5 separate regions of the Mus musculus genome follow, and all the other regions are linked to region 3. A link is a contact called in public HiChIP or PLAC-seq and promoter capture Hi-C data. All regions are on one chromosome and are shown on one strand. The core of a region is the stretch at or near the end of the contact, and the rest is flanking DNA. Distances in the headings are between cores, read along the strand shown. Region 1 overlaps Eya3 (EYA transcriptional coactivator and phosphatase 3). Region 2 has its middle 11 kb from the start of n-TGgcc1. Region 3 holds the start of Fam76a (family with sequence similarity 76, member A). Region 4 holds the start of Xkr8 (X-linked Kx blood group related 8). Region 5 overlaps Ahdc1 (AT hook, DNA binding motif, containing 1).

The links. HiChIP or PLAC-seq counts read pairs in DNA pulled down with a chosen protein or histone mark. Capture Hi-C pulls out chosen DNA fragments and counts their contacts.
Region 1: a contact with region 3 is called in an H3K4me3 HiChIP or PLAC-seq map of bone marrow-derived macrophages, with 2.0 times the contacts expected there. The contact joins the enhancer-like site here to the promoter of Fam76a in region 3. A contact is called at or near these places in 3 of 39 promoter capture datasets (the HPC-7 cell line, embryonic stem cells and hippocampal neurons), 1 of 15 datasets of contacts at CTCF or cohesin (large pre-B cells), 8 of 484 Hi-C or Micro-C datasets (B cells, the G1E-ER4 cell line, bone marrow-derived macrophages and 3 more), 8 of 115 datasets of contacts at active chromatin or transcription factors (the 230-238 cell line, the NIH/3T3 cell line, the SCID.adh cell line and 2 more) and 2 of 9 other capture datasets (adipose tissue and pancreatic islet).
Region 2: a contact with region 3 is called in an H3K4me3 HiChIP or PLAC-seq map of embryonic stem cells, with 17 read pairs. The contact joins the enhancer-like site here to the promoter of Fam76a in region 3. A contact is called at or near these places in 5 of 484 Hi-C or Micro-C datasets (CD8 T cells, bone marrow-derived DN2 thymocytes, cerebral cortex and 2 more), 5 of 115 datasets of contacts at active chromatin or transcription factors (bone marrow-derived macrophages, embryonic stem cells and microglia) and 2 of 9 other capture datasets (adipose tissue and liver).
Region 4: a promoter capture Hi-C map of adipose tissue shows a contact between it and region 3. The contact joins the promoter of Xkr8 here to the promoter of Fam76a in region 3. A contact is called at or near these places in 7 of 39 promoter capture datasets (the 3T3-L1 cell line, cranial neural crest, hippocampal neurons and 3 more), 7 of 484 Hi-C or Micro-C datasets (the G1E-ER4 cell line, cranial neural crest, embryonic stem cells and 3 more), 16 of 115 datasets of contacts at active chromatin or transcription factors (CD8 T cells, the SCID.adh cell line, effector CD8 T cells and 9 more) and 4 of 9 other capture datasets (adipose tissue, embryonic stem cells, liver and 1 more).
Region 5: an H3K27ac HiChIP or PLAC-seq map of embryonic stem cells shows a contact between it and region 3, with 6 read pairs. The contact joins the enhancer-like site here to the promoter of Fam76a in region 3. A contact is called at or near these places in 1 of 39 promoter capture datasets (liver), 7 of 484 Hi-C or Micro-C datasets (Th1 cells, cerebral cortex, embryonic stem cells and 3 more), 1 of 115 datasets of contacts at active chromatin or transcription factors (embryonic stem cells) and 3 of 9 other capture datasets (adipose tissue, liver and pancreatic islet).

What each region holds. Positions count from the first base shown.
Region 1 is chr4:132,688,589-132,691,288 of GRCm38.p6, reverse strand. It overlaps Eya3 (EYA transcriptional coactivator and phosphatase 3), which reads right to left. Exons shown (of 17, transcript NM_210071.2): 7 at 1,499-1,584. Among named protein-coding and RNA genes, the nearest start is that of Xkr8, 43 kb to the left of the region's middle. Within about 2 kb of position 1,443, at least 3 of the 459 cell types and tissues checked have an H3K27ac peak or open chromatin away from gene starts, as enhancers often do. A contact at or near this core is called in bone marrow-derived macrophages, where this site is marked.
Region 2 is chr4:133,102,582-133,105,281 of GRCm38.p6, reverse strand. No RefSeq gene overlaps it. Among named protein-coding and RNA genes, the nearest start is that of n-TGgcc1, 11 kb to the left of the region's middle. Within about 2 kb of position 1,426, at least 69 of the 459 cell types and tissues checked have an H3K27ac peak or open chromatin away from gene starts, as enhancers often do. A contact at or near this core is called in adipose tissue, embryonic stem cells and liver, where this site is marked.
Region 3 is chr4:132,921,201-132,923,900 of GRCm38.p6, reverse strand. Fam76a (family with sequence similarity 76, member A) reads left to right here and starts at 1,350. Exons shown (of 9, transcript NM_145553.2): 1 at 1,350-1,543. The coding sequence starts at 1,463.
Region 4 is chr4:132,731,219-132,733,918 of GRCm38.p6, reverse strand. It overlaps Xkr8 (X-linked Kx blood group related 8), which reads left to right and starts at 1,373. Exons shown (of 3, transcript NM_201368.1): 1 at 1,373-1,746. The coding sequence starts at 1,454. Smpdl3b (sphingomyelin phosphodiesterase, acid-like 3B) reads left to right here. Exons shown (of 8, transcript NM_133888.2): 8 at 160-953. The coding sequence ends at 525.
Region 5 is chr4:133,069,164-133,071,863 of GRCm38.p6, reverse strand. All of the region lies in intron 6 of Ahdc1 (AT hook, DNA binding motif, containing 1), which reads right to left. Among named protein-coding and RNA genes, the nearest start is that of Gm26615, 13 kb to the left of the region's middle. Within about 2 kb of position 1,308, at least 54 of the 459 cell types and tissues checked have an H3K27ac peak or open chromatin away from gene starts, as enhancers often do. A contact at or near this core is called in embryonic stem cells, where this site is marked.

The DNA.
Region 1 (2,700 bases), core at 194-2,693, 230 kb after region 3:
GGTTAGTTTTGTGTCAACTTGACACAGCTGGAGTTATCACAGAGAAAGGAGCTTCAGTTGAGGAAATGCCTCCATGAGATCCAACTGTAAGGCATTTTCTCAATTAGTGATCAAGGGGGAAAGGCCTCTTGTGGGTGGGACCATCTCTGGGCTGGTAGTCTTGGTTCTATAAGAGAGCAGGCTGAGCAAGCCAGTAAAGAACATCCCTCCATGGCCTCTGTATCAGCTCCTGCTTCCTGACCTGTTTGAGTTCCAGTCCTGACTTCCTTTGGTGATAAACAGCAGCATGGAAGTGTAAGCCGAATAAACCCTTTCCTCCCCAACTTGCATCTTGGTCATGATGTTTGTGCAGGAATAGAAACCCTGACTAAGACACCTGCTTCAGGAGTAAGTTATAATGTGAAAAACTAAAGACACTATCCTTCGAAGATCAAAACAAGGGCTGTGAAAGGAGAGATCCTATATGGGGCTGCACGGCATACAGCTGGGAACGTAAGAGAAACACTGGGCCACTGTGAACGCACATGAACTCAGCTCAGGAGTCAGGCAGGAGGATGAATGTAAGTTGAGAGCAGCCTGGTCTGTGGCGTATCCCAGGAAGCCAGGAGTACAGAGTGAGGTCCTGCTTCAAAAAAAAAAAAAAAAAAAAACTCTCCCACCCAAAACAGAACAGCCCCCTATGAGCCCCAAGGTACGTGTGGACTTAAAGAATAAACACAGCACCAGAGAGACAGTGAGGCACAGGAAGTCAAGGAGGACATTAACTGTAGCCAGAAATCACAGCCCATGGAGACAACAGCAGTCAAAGAAGTTGCTGTAGACAAAGTCTGAGCGTGTTAAAAGCAAAACAAACTCTAAAACACTGAAGACTTGATAGTGATCTTTAAGCACACATATAACAGTGATCAAATAAATCACAGCGGGCATGGTGATAGTGGTGTACACCTTTAACCCTAGAAATTGGGAGACAGAGGCATGAAAACCTCTCTGAGTTCAAAGTCAGCCTGGTCTACAAAGCAAGTTCCAGGACTGCCAGGACTACACAAAGAAATCCTCTTTCAAAAAACATGGAAAGAAAAACAAACCAAACTACAAACAATAGTAAGCAGGTGAGTGGAGGTAGTATTTACTCATGCCACAATAGTTCTGAGTTCCTTCTGAGTGAGTGCCAGGGAGGTGTTAGGCTCTGGGAATATAAAACTGATCAAAAATAGAAAAATAAATCCTGGTCCTTTTTGGAGTGCACACACTAGTGAGAGCATTGGGGAAGGCTGGGGTTAACAGATAATGCCTCAGACAGAACCATACTCCTGGGAGGATTAGCAAGGAACAGAGAAACAGGAGAGCAGCCAGAGTTCTGAGGGCATCCAGCAACAGGGCTCAAGAGTCTACACCATTCCTAGTCGTTCCCCTGATGGGCAAGCTGACCATGGAAAGAAGAGAGGAAGTGAAAGTTGGGTGAATCATCTCAAGGAAGATGAACAAAGGGGCACAGTACCTGGTTTGAGATGCTGGCCACAGCTGCTGCTGGAATATTGGCAATTGCAGATGAAGTGGGTATCAGGCTGGCATTTGTGCTTGAAGCTACAGGATTGAGAGGATTAAGAGATATTAAATGTAATTAGATGTAAACGGCTTAAAGATATGGAAAACAACCCGTTTTAACTGAACATATTGGCAAGGAGACAAAGAATACTGGGTAAAGAGGCAAATGCTGGAAGCTGGAGAGATGGCTCAGTTGTTAAAGAGTACTGGCTGCTCTTCCAGAAAACCTGGGTTCAAGTTCTAGCACCCATATGATGACTCAAAACTGCATGTAACTCCAGGCCCTCCTTCTGGCCTCTGTGGTACCAGGCATACATATGATACACAGACATAGAAGAAACAAAACACCATATACATAAAATCCATTAACAACTTTTTAAAAAAGCAAACACTTGTTTTGCATGCAATACCACAGTGGGGCTTGATTACAAACAAAACCCTGGAGGATTTGCTTCAATTTGAGTCTATGGGAAGTCCTAGACGGATGCATCACAGCTCACACTGACGCACCACACCAGTGAAGTCAGCACTAAGTCAAATCATCCTAGTCTTTTCTAGAAGCTGAAGAATGACTCCCCTGCACGTGACGTGACAGTCTGTAGAGCTCTGGTGAGTCCGATGTTGTGGTATTGTTTATGGCCATTTGCCCCGAATTATGTCTCTGCTGAGGGACATACTTACATTGAGAAATAAAGCTAACTCCCCCACCTCTAAAATGCTTACAACGGCTATATTCAAATAATGGGTTATTAGTGTGGGTCAGAAAGCACTATGAGGACCAGCAGGATGGCTTAGCAGGTAATGCTGCCTGGTGCTAACCTGAGAACCTGAGGCAGAGAGGCCTGGGGTCCACATAGTGGAAGGAGAGCTCTGACTTCGAGCTGTCCTCTGACCTTCACACGTGTATTGCGGTGTTCGTACACACACACACAAATGTAATAAAAAATTTTAACACCACTATGATTTGTTATTTAGAAACTTTATCAATAAACCCTCAAAGACTCAGAAGATTAAAAAATCTCATCTGGTCAGGTAAAAATGTATTCTATCAAATAACTACTTAGAATGTCTTTAAATTTTACATATTTTTGTAAAAACAGAATCTATCAGGTTCTAAGCTCAAACTTCAGTGATTAGGAAATAGCACATGGCTTT
Region 2 (2,700 bases), core at 177-2,676, 180 kb before region 3:
CAGCCCCAGTCATTGCTCTTAACTGCTGAGCCAGCTCTCCGGCCTCACAAGCTGAGCTGGAAAAATTAAATAAGATCAGTGGGGAGGGGGACTGAAGAGACGGCTCAGTGTTTACACATGGAGTGCTCTTCCACAGGACCAGGGTTCAACTCCCAGCACCCAACGGTGGCTCATATCTGTCTGGAACTCCAGTTCCAGGGGATCTGAGACCTTCACATAGACATACTTGGACGTAAGACCAATGCACACAAAATAAAAATAAATTAAAAAAAAAATTTAAGATCATGACTGGACTGGAGAGACGGCTCAGCAGTTAAGAGTACCGACTGCTCTTCCAGAGGTCCTGAGTTCAATTCCCAGCAACCACATGGTGGCTCACAACCATCTGTAATGGGATCTGATGCCCTCTTCTGGTGTGTCTGCAGACAGCTACGGTGTAGAAGAAGAAGAAGAAGAAGAAGAAGAAGAAGAAGAAGAAGAAGAAGAAGAAGAAGAAGAAGAAGAAGAAGAAGAAGAAGAAGAAGAAGAAGAAGAAGAAGAAGAAGAAGAAGAAGAAGAAGAAGAAGGAGAAGAAGAAGGAGAAGCAGCAGCAGCAGCAGCAGCAGCAGCAGCAGCAGCAGCAGCAGCACACGACAGACAGGGAAGCACTGAAGCAGCTGCTGAGACCCAGATCTCCTCTAGTCAGGGCACAGAACTGCAATTTGTTGTATGAGGGCTGAGAGGAGAAACAGGAGGATCAGGAAGGCTTCCTGGGGGAGAGGGCATCCGTATCCGGCCTTTAAGGATAAGTGGAGGGGGCCGTTCTGGGAGGAATGTACAACCTAGCCTAAGGCCCAGAGACAAAGAAAATGACCTGTTTGGGTGTGGCGGACTGAAGCTGGCTGGGAGGAGCGAGTGGAATGGCAGTGGGCTGAAGGGCCTTTGGAGTGTTTCAAGGGCCGTGTTACCAAGCTCATACTTTGAAGGATTGTGGATGCAGAGTAGAATTCTGCCAGTTTTAGAAAGCCAATGCTAACTGCGGCAGGGAGAGTGAACCGGAAGGGCGAGGCTGAAGGGTATGCTGGGGAGAAGATGTGAGCATACTCCGGGTGGGAGCACACCCCCCACCCCCACCCCCCAACGCCAACCTCTGGTTCAGCTCTGACCCTTCCTACTTCCTGCCTTCCCAAGTGTGGACTTGTTCCTCTGCCTGGAACATCGACCTCCCCCCCCCCCGCCCCAATACTTGGCTACTTCCTTGTCCTTCAGGTCCCCACTGAGCAGCTGGTCCTCCTGGAATGCGGCTAGACACCCCCCCCCCCATCTAGGTTAGCCACGCCCCCCACCCACTCCTACCGATTTGTAGCCTTTCTGACTGGATGGACTCTGGCCTTTTGTTGTATCCACAAAACCGGCTGTGGCTCAGTGCCTGGCACTCAGGGTACCTGATCTATGATTCAAGAAATGATTGGTCGAGCCTGTTGGAGACAGGTGTGGTGAGGTCTGCAGTGGCTGCAGGGGAGAGGCGAGCCAGCGCTGGGGAGAAGGGCGAGGGGATGATAACTCAGGTTTGGTTGTTTTCCCTCCTCGCTTGGATAAGCCCTGGCCTTAACCAAGATAGCAAGTGTGAAGGAGGGGTTGGCAGGCGGGAGAGGAAGCCGAGGAGGCCAAAAGGGCCTGGCACACACTCTCTTGAATGTCTCTCTCTGCCCACTGGTGGGACCATATTAGGATCTGTCGTTCAAAATGTCCTCAGCCTTATGGGAGCAGCCGATTGGTAGCACGCTTCCCTAACCTGTTGAAGCCCTGGGTTTGATCCCCAGCACCACGTAAGCTGAGCATGGTGGTGTACACCAGTAATGCCAGCACTCAGAAGATGGAGGTAGGAGGATCAGAAGTTCAAGGCTAGCCCCAGCTACATATATAATTAAAGCCAAACGGGTTCCATAGCTCTAGAGGTGAGTGCCATACTGTGTTCTTCCAGAGTACTTGAGTTCGGTTCCTATATCATCTCACAAGGGAATGTCACGTCAGCTCCAGGGGATCTGACACCATTTTCTGGTCTCCTTGGGCACCTGCACGTATGTGATATACATCTACACACATACACACACACACACACACACACAAATTAATAAATCTAACAACAACAACTAACTTGCCAAGCCAGACGTGGTAGCACAGGCCTTTACTCCTGGCACTGAGGAGGCAGAGACAGGTGGATCATACACCTTTAAGTTCCAGTATCTGGGAGGCAGAGGCAGGGCAGATGTTTATAAGTTTGAGGCAATCCTGGTCCATGTAGGCAGCACCAGGCCTGCTAGGAATACATAATGAGAGCATGCCTAAATAAATAAACAATGGGGGCTGCAGAGATGGCTCAGCATGTAAGAGCACTGAGTGCTCTTGGGATGGACCCCGTTCAGCTCCCAGCACTCATTTTGGGCAGCTCACAACTCCCTTAACTCCTGCTCCGAGGCATCTGATACCCCTCTCCTCTGGTGTCTGTGGGCACACAAACTCATACAGGCACACACACACACACATAGATAAATAATTTAAAGGTGGGATGTGGGGAGATGGTTCAATTGACAAAATGCTTGCCACACAAGGAGCAAAATGAGTCTATAATCTCGAGAAAAATGAAGATGGGAGGCACCCCGGGACTTGAACTGGTAAACTCCAGGCTCAGTGAGCAACCAACCCTGTGCCAAAAAATAA
Region 3 (2,700 bases), core at 101-2,600:
TTTTAAAAAAAGATTTATTTATTTATTTTATGTATAGGGGTACACTGTAGCTGAACAGATGGTTCTGAGCCTTCATGTGGTTGCTGGGAATTGAACTCAGGACCTCTGCTGGCTCCAGCCTTGCTGGCTCCAGCCCCAAGATTTATTTATTATTATATGTAAGTACACTGTTGCTATCTTCAGACACACACTAGAAGAGGGCATCAGACCCCATTACAGATGGTTATGAGCCACCATGTGGTTGCTGGGAATTGAACTTAGGACCCTTGGAAGACAGTCAGCGCTGAGCCATCTCTCCAGCCCCACAAACACATTTACAAGTAAAAATAACTTTTAAAAAAGGTTTATTGTATGAATGATCATCGATATTTTCTATTCCTTTCTTTCCTCTCACTTCCTATGCCCTACCTCTTTTTCTTTCTCCAGTGCTAGAGATCAAACCAATCCCTAAGTCTCACACACACTAGAACGGACAGATCAATTAGCTCCATATTAAGTGAGGGGGACACAGAGACACACACACAAACTAAAATGTATTAAAGGTTTTGGGTCATGTACAGATGGCCTCCATACACACACAGCCAACCGATCTCAAGAGTATCATGGCCACCGTGTTCCTATTGCCTTTAATTCTAGCTTCAGGTCTCTACTGTTTTACCATTTTACAACTGCCCATCTTTTGTAAGTGCACGTGAGTGCAGGTGCCTGCTGAGTTAAGAGGCATCAGGGATAGCCCTGCAGCTGGAGTTACAGGCGATCTGAGCCTCCAGATGTGGGTGCTGGGAACCAAACTTTGCAAAAGCAGCATTCGGAGCCTTCTCTCCAGCCCATAGAGGACACTCATTTAATATCCTGCTTTTCCCCTCCGCCTGCTCCAAAGATAGACTTTCCTCCTTGGTTGCCAGTGGGTTTAAACTCCGGATGGTCTCGTAGTTCGAATCCGACGTTGCCCGACTGTCACCCCAATCCCACACTCCTTCGGCTAGCGGGAAGCTCCACGGCAACCCAAAACATCACAACTTCATCGAGTATCGCGAGAAGCTCCAATGCTCCCGCAGCCCCCGGAGAGGCGGAGCGAGGGCGGAGCCTCAGCGGGCAGGTGGGCGGAGCCCGAGGGCTTCCGCTATCCTACTCGGAAGACGCTCTTTTCAGGCGGCGCCCCCGCGTGACTGCGCTTTACATAATCGCGGCCCCGAGCGTCACAGTGGCGTAGTCCAACCCGGACCGAATCAGAGCCGTCGGGAACTCCACGTTCCGCCCCCTCCCGCGTGATCGACGTCCACGCGAGCCAGCGAACGGCCTCTGAGCACCGGAGAGCCCGCCCCTGCGCCCGCGGCCCGCCCTCGCCCGCCCGCCCTCCGCAGCCCGCGGCCCGGCCGCCGCCGCCAGGTTGTGCCTGAGACTGTCAGATAAAGCGGCGGGCCGGCGGGAGGGGCGGCGGCGATCACGGCCCGGGCCGGACATGGCGGCGCTGTACGCCTGCACCAAGTGCCACCAGCGCTTCCCCTTCGAGGCGCTGTCTCAGGGGCAGCAGCTGTGCAAGGTGCGCGGGCTGGGGCGGCGGCCGGGAGCTGGGGACGCTCCAGGCGCGGTTCGGAACTCTCGGTCCAGCGAGGACGGCTGCCGGGGTCCCCTCGGGCAGGGTGTGGCCGGCCCGTTTTGCGGACGAGCTGAGCCGGGCCCGCAGAGGACTGCAGGGTACTTGTGGGAGCCCCGGGCGGAGTCCAGGCCCTGGCAGCCGGCGTGTCCTGGTGCTTAGCAACGGCTGGGGTTTCTTCTCCGACCTGGTGAGGTCGCGGGAGGGGACAGCTCCCCTGTTTGTCCCCGACTGGCCCCCCGGGAAGATTTCCTTGGACCGCCTTCTCTTCTGATGTGGTCGTCTTGAGTGTAGAATGACGGTCCAGAGATTTCCCTTGTCCTGGATGAGATTGAACCCCGGAATCAGGTGCTGCTTGTGAGGAGTGTTTTGAACTCTGGACACTTCGTGGGCACTTTACAGCCGATCTCAAAGTTAGAGGTGGCAAGGCTTTATTAGGGAAAATGAAAAAAGTACCCCAACAGTGTCTTGGAACACACACGAACAGGGTGACTTTTTAGCATCTAATTGGTAGCCTTCCTCCTCATCCTAAGCATTTTTTAACCCCTGAAATGCCAGCGTTTTTATATATAACTTCCTCCCACCTCGTCGGTTCAAGAGAGCAACAGTTAAGTCGGCAAGCTCGTGCAGAGTTGCCGTTGACAGATCCTCAGATATTTCAGATACAGAATGTGTGTCTGTGTCCGTCCGCTGTGTGTAGTTCACCTCCCCGCGTCCCCCCAAAAAGATGCCCACATACTTTCCTTAAGCCACTTGGGTTTACTGAGTCCGAAAGATAGTGTTTGAAGGCCCCCTTGGACATAAAAACTTTGATCTAAACATTTTTCTTGTTTGTTTCCGAGGCAGGGTCATATAACTTGTAGCTCTGGCTGTCTTTGAACTCTCAGAGATCTATCTGACTGCCTCTGTCTTCCAAACGCTGGGATTAAAGTCGTGTACTGTTGCTCAGTCTAAGGCTGTATGATTCTTTGTTGTTATTTTTGTTTTTTGTTTTTCCAAGACAGGGTTTCTCTGTATAGCCCTGGCTGTCCTGAAACTCACTTTGTAGACCAGGCAGGCCTCGAACTCAGAAAATCCTGAACTCGGCCTCCTGAGTGCTGGGA
Region 4 (2,700 bases), core at 124-2,623, 190 kb after region 3:
CAGGAAAATGGGGGTTCAGATGCAGTCACCTCATTGGAACCAAGCTCAGGGTAACAAACAGCGGCTGTTTGATCGATTTAGAGCGCCTGGGGAGAAGTTGGGTTGTGGGCAGAACGAATCAACTGCTCGTTGCTGACATACCCTGCGCCTCTAATCCAGGACTTGGTGACTTACTTCTTGAACCTGAGGCAGGCGAATGTACAAGAGACCCCACGGTGGGAGCAGGAGTACCGCCTGACGGAGGCCTACCAGGTGCCGGATGCCAGCGTCAGCTCCATGCACACGGCGCTGACCCGCATTGCCAGTGAGCCTCACATCCTGCAACGTTATTACGTCTATAACTCGGTCAGCTACAACCATTTGACCTGTGAGGACAGCTGCCGCATCGAGCACGTTTGTGCTATACAACACGTGGCTTTCAACACTTATGCTACCTGCTTGCATGGTCTTGGTGCCAAGCTGGTGCCTGGTTTCCTGCTCATACTGACTCTGCTGCCAAGCCTGCACGTACTGGAGGTGTTATGACTGTAGGCACTGCCAGCCCACCCACTGACTTGGTTCATCTTTCTCCTGGTAAAATTGGGCAACGTTACCCAATGGAGAGAGATGAACTTTTGCCATCAGTCTCCCCCCGCGGAGAGTAAAGTGGGATGGGACACCTGGATTCACCAGAGAGGGCGCTAAGAAGCACAATTTCTTCCAAGTTTCATGTTTTATCCACAAAACTTGTTTGCGGTACATGTCTTGGTGCATTATTCGCTTTAATACAAACATATCAAACCACCATGAACTTGATCACCACAGTGAAGTGAGCCGACGGGAAGATGGGCCTTGGAGATTCTGTGCTTTCGATGTAGTCCCTGCTCAAGGTCTGAACTGGGAACGTACGTGGTGTGCAAAACCCCTTAGTACTTTTAAATAAAAGACTTTTTTGATTTGGTTTTGCAACAGTGCAACCGTGAGGGATCACAGCTGCGGCCGGTAACTCTAAGGCTCTAGTCTTTCTTAATAGCCACTCTTGTTTCCTTGAGACTCAAAAGCAGAATTCAAGCCGGGGGTGGTGGAATCCCAGCACTTGGGAGGCAGAGGCAGGCGGATTTCTGAGTTCGAGGCCAGCCTGGTCTACAGAGTGAGTTTCAGGACAGCCAGGGCTATTCAGAGAAACCCTGTCTCGCAAAACAAAAACAAAAAACAAACAAAAAAGAAAAACAAAACAAAAAGCAGAATCCAAACCAGTAGAGGCCTAGCTCTGCACAGGGCAGGCTGGGGGCGGGGTCTGGGCGGTGGGGCCAGTGTAGGGGCGGGGCCGCGGGCTCGCTCCACCCCGGACGGGGCGAGATGGGGAAGTTCCGCCCAGCAGCCCAGCCTCCCGGACGACTGCCCCGCCCCCTTCCTGCCGGACTAGCGGGGCGGGAGGGCAGGTCCGCGGTTGTGTGGTTGCTTGGAGAGGATCATGCCTCTGTCCGTGCACCACCATGTGGCCTTAGACGTGGTCGTAGGCCTGGTGAGTATCTTGTCTTTCCTGCTGGATCTGGTCGCTGACCTGTGGGCCGTTGTCCAGTACGTGCTCCTTGGCCGTTATCTGTGGGCCGCGCTGGTACTGGTCCTGCTGGGCCAAGCTTCGGTGCTGCTGCAGCTCTTCAGCTGGCTCTGGCTGACAGCTGATCCCACCGAGCTGCACCATTCGCAGCTCTCGCGTCCTTTCCTGGCTCTGCTGCACCTGCTGCAGCTCGGCTACCTGTATAGGTGAGTGCCCGGCCCTTTGAAAAAGTGGGTTGACAGCCATCAGAACCAGTTCAGTCTTCTTTCCTTGGGCGGAGATGAAAACACAGGGCCAGGAACAGAGGAAGGGAACATCAGGGTCTTGGAGTCAGAGATGCCCCTCACCTTTCTTGTTCATTTCTGTCTTCTGCGAACGTTTGCTTCCCCGTCAAGGACTGAAGAGGGTCCGGCTTGACTCATCCGTGTCCCCGGAGTCAGCCAGGAGTAGACATAGACTGGTTCTTGGAAAATATATGTGGATGGTGTGTGCTTTTCTCAACTGGGAAGGACCCAGGGTCAGTCTAAAGTGAGGACAGTGAGACAGACAATCCCTGGCGCAAGTGCTGGCCTGAGAACTTTTTCTTCCCCGCCTCTCCCCCGCCCCCAAACTGTGACTAGTCCCTTGGGTTGTTAGATAGGAGAAAGCGAAATCAAGGGCTCAGAATCTTGTGATGAAGGCAGGGCTTCATGGTGTGGGTGAGGCTGGGCTAGGGTGGCCGGATCCGGAATCTTGTGGAAGTCTCAGATCTTGGGAAAGCTGTATATAGTCTCCAGCTTGCGGGGAGGGACCTCTTGAATGTTTGCATTTTGCCTGAACAATTGTATCATCTTGAGTACAGCTCAGATGACTGCGAAGGAGAGTTATTACAGGCAGGCCCCAAGAGAAGAAGGTGTTGGATCCCTTGGAGTTACAGGCGAGGCACCTCATGTGGTGCTGGGAGCCAAACTCTGGTCCTCCACAAGAGCAGTGGATGCGATTAACAGCTAAGCCCTCTCTCAGGCCCCTCCTGTTTACTTCTTAATTCCATCTCCCATCTCTGAAATGGGGCTCTTGTGAGTAGGTAGGACAGGGTTGTGATGCGCCTGGGATCGTACCTGACCAGCAAGAGTAGAAGTTGAGTTTGCCCCACTTTACGGACGAGGAAGCAAGTTCCATGA
Region 5 (2,700 bases), core at 59-2,558, 150 kb before region 3:
AGCCTCAAGGAAGTTCCTGCTGTCTACCCTCCCTCCTCATGTAGCTCACAAGGGCTGGTGTGGAGGATCCGCCTTCTTGCTGGAGAACCCAGCCTCCCCTAGACAGGGTCCTCATGTAGGGTTGAAACAAGCGCATTAGGTTCGTGGTCCATGGTGTCTTGGGCATGGTTTACTGGCCAGTGCAGAGTGGGCTGCTAGTTCACGTGGACTGGACACAGACTGCATCTACTTCTCCAGCACAGGCATCGTGGAACCAAAGATGGACAGACAGTGACGAACCAGACAGAGCTATCCAGGGAAAACCATAACATACTATAAAGTTATAAGGAACGTTCTCAGAGGCTTGGATTTTGGGGAGAAGACTGTGCAAACTGTATAGACGGGGATCTAGCTGACCCAGTAACTACTGAAGGTGCCTAGGAGTGGGGCCGACCTTCTCTCTACACCCCTACCTCTTCCCAGGAGGACTTGATCTAGTGGCTAACATAAAAGCACTGCGATTACCCTGTCTACCATCCATATCCCCAGGTCTGGGGGTGGAATCCAGGGCCTTGTGTGTACACAATAGGCAAACACTCCAACAATCACCTATATCTCCAGGCCCAAGAAGAATTTCAAGGTTTCCAAATGCTTGAGGCCCATACCAGAACACAAGGCTCTTGTCATAGGGCAGCAGGCAACAGATGCAGGAGGGCTATCTTTGGTCAAGCAAAGGTCAGGGACAAGGGTTGGAGATGTGTGACTCACACTGCTTGAATTAGGGACCCAGAATCCAGACCGTGGGAAGGTATTCATCCACCCATCTACCAGCCACTGCCGAGGTGCTTGCTTGTGGGCCAGGCCAGGGCTAAGGGCTTTACATGTCAATCCCCTTCATTCTTACAAGAGATAGAGATGCTGTGAATCACCAGGTTATGTGAGTCACCAGATCACCTAGTTGCTAAGGGCTGGAACCAAGTGCACAGAGCGGCCTGTGTGTAGCCACAGACACGTACTCCTAGCCACTGCCTGCCAGTTTTAGAGGTCTGCTTTTACCAGGAATGTGGGGTGCAGAGAGAGGAGCAGCAGCAGAAGGTATGTTCATAGAGAGATGGTATTTCCAAGAAGCGGGGGCCTGAAACAAGAAGGCCTAGCCTAAATATGGCTCCAGGGAAAGCAGACAGTAGAACTGGAGGGTGACCTCAGAAGGAGGAGAAAACCTGGTGCCTGGAGGAAGCAGGGCAAGACCGGCTGAGGCCTGACATGAGGCCTCTTGCTCAGAGCCAGAGGCAAGATCAAGTGACCTCTTAAGGATTCAAAACTCAGAGAGACAAAGCCCAGAACAGCCAGGCCTGGGCATGCCTGCTGACCCTGGCTGGCTGGTGGTCTTGGAAACTGCCTCCTGTTCCGGTCCAGCCCCAGCTGGTGTAACCTGGGAGGACCTGTGACATTTCTCTTGGCCTCCCTTCTACAGCCAAGAGCTAATAGGGAGGAGAGAAGGATTAGAGATTCCTGAATGTATCTGGTCCCTTTCCACCATCTCATCTCTACTCCTGGGGTCTGCTGCAGTTGGTATTTGGTTTAAGGGCCCCAGTATGGAGCTAGTCTGTCTGGGTCTGCTTTTCATTTAGGGGACCTAAGAATATGCCTGTATGAGCTGAAGGTCCCCTCCACTCCTTTTCACCCCTTTTCACCTATTTCCAACTGTCCTGTCAGCTACAGTACTCAGCAGAGGCAGGACACACATTCCCAGCTCTCCCTGGGACGGAGCTTGCTCTTGACCTCAGTTCCCACTGCCTGCGGTGCCCTCCCCTGGCTCCATAATCTCGCCTTTTCTTCAAGCTCAGCTTCTTACCACAAACCCACAAAATTCATTTAAAACATTAGACCTTCTGGACCCAGTGGTCAGTGCCTGGAACACCAGCGCTCAGTAGGCTGAGGCAGGAGGAAGCAAGTTCCAGGTCAGCCAGGGCTAAGATACAAAACAACTTCTGATCCCAAAGAACCATGGGGTTCGCCTTATGGGAGCCTCCATTTTGCTTGCACACAGGGAGCTGGGGATGTGGGTGAAGAACAGGCCTGTGGCAGCTCTGAAGGGCAGAGATGGCTCCATGTTTTACAAACTATGGATCCCTGGGCAGAGTTCAGGTGTCCCTGTATCCTTAACTCTCCAATGAAAGCCTAGAACATCCTCTCTGCCCAGGATGGTGTGAGGAGTCCTGGGGCAGTGTTACATACGAGGACAACACACATGTGTACAGAAGGATTTCTCAGCCCAACACCTAGTGCCTGGGGTGCAATCCTTGCTCCTTCCCACCTTTGGGGACATGCCATCCCCTACCAGGTGTCTCCAGGTTCCCGTGTGCCTGTTTTAACTTCCTGGGCCGGTGCTGAACTGCTGACAGGAGCCCTGTCTACTCTGTCTCCCCAGATCCTGCCACAGAATGGGCTCCAAGGAGCAGAGGATGAGTAGATGAGCCGGAGCGCCGCTACCCAGTGCCTATTAAAGCTGCTCGCTGCCCTGTCGGTGAGTGAGCGTTGTCACTGTCTTCTCTGCTTAAGCCTGCTGCTGACAGCGTGGCTCCCTCTACCAATTCTCCCTCCCTGCCACTCTACTCTCTGCATCCTCCAACCTTTCTCTCTCACAGGATTTTAACTAGTCCTTGGCACCAGAGGGTGGTTGCTCTACATGAGGCACTTGTCTGTTATCCTAACTAAAGC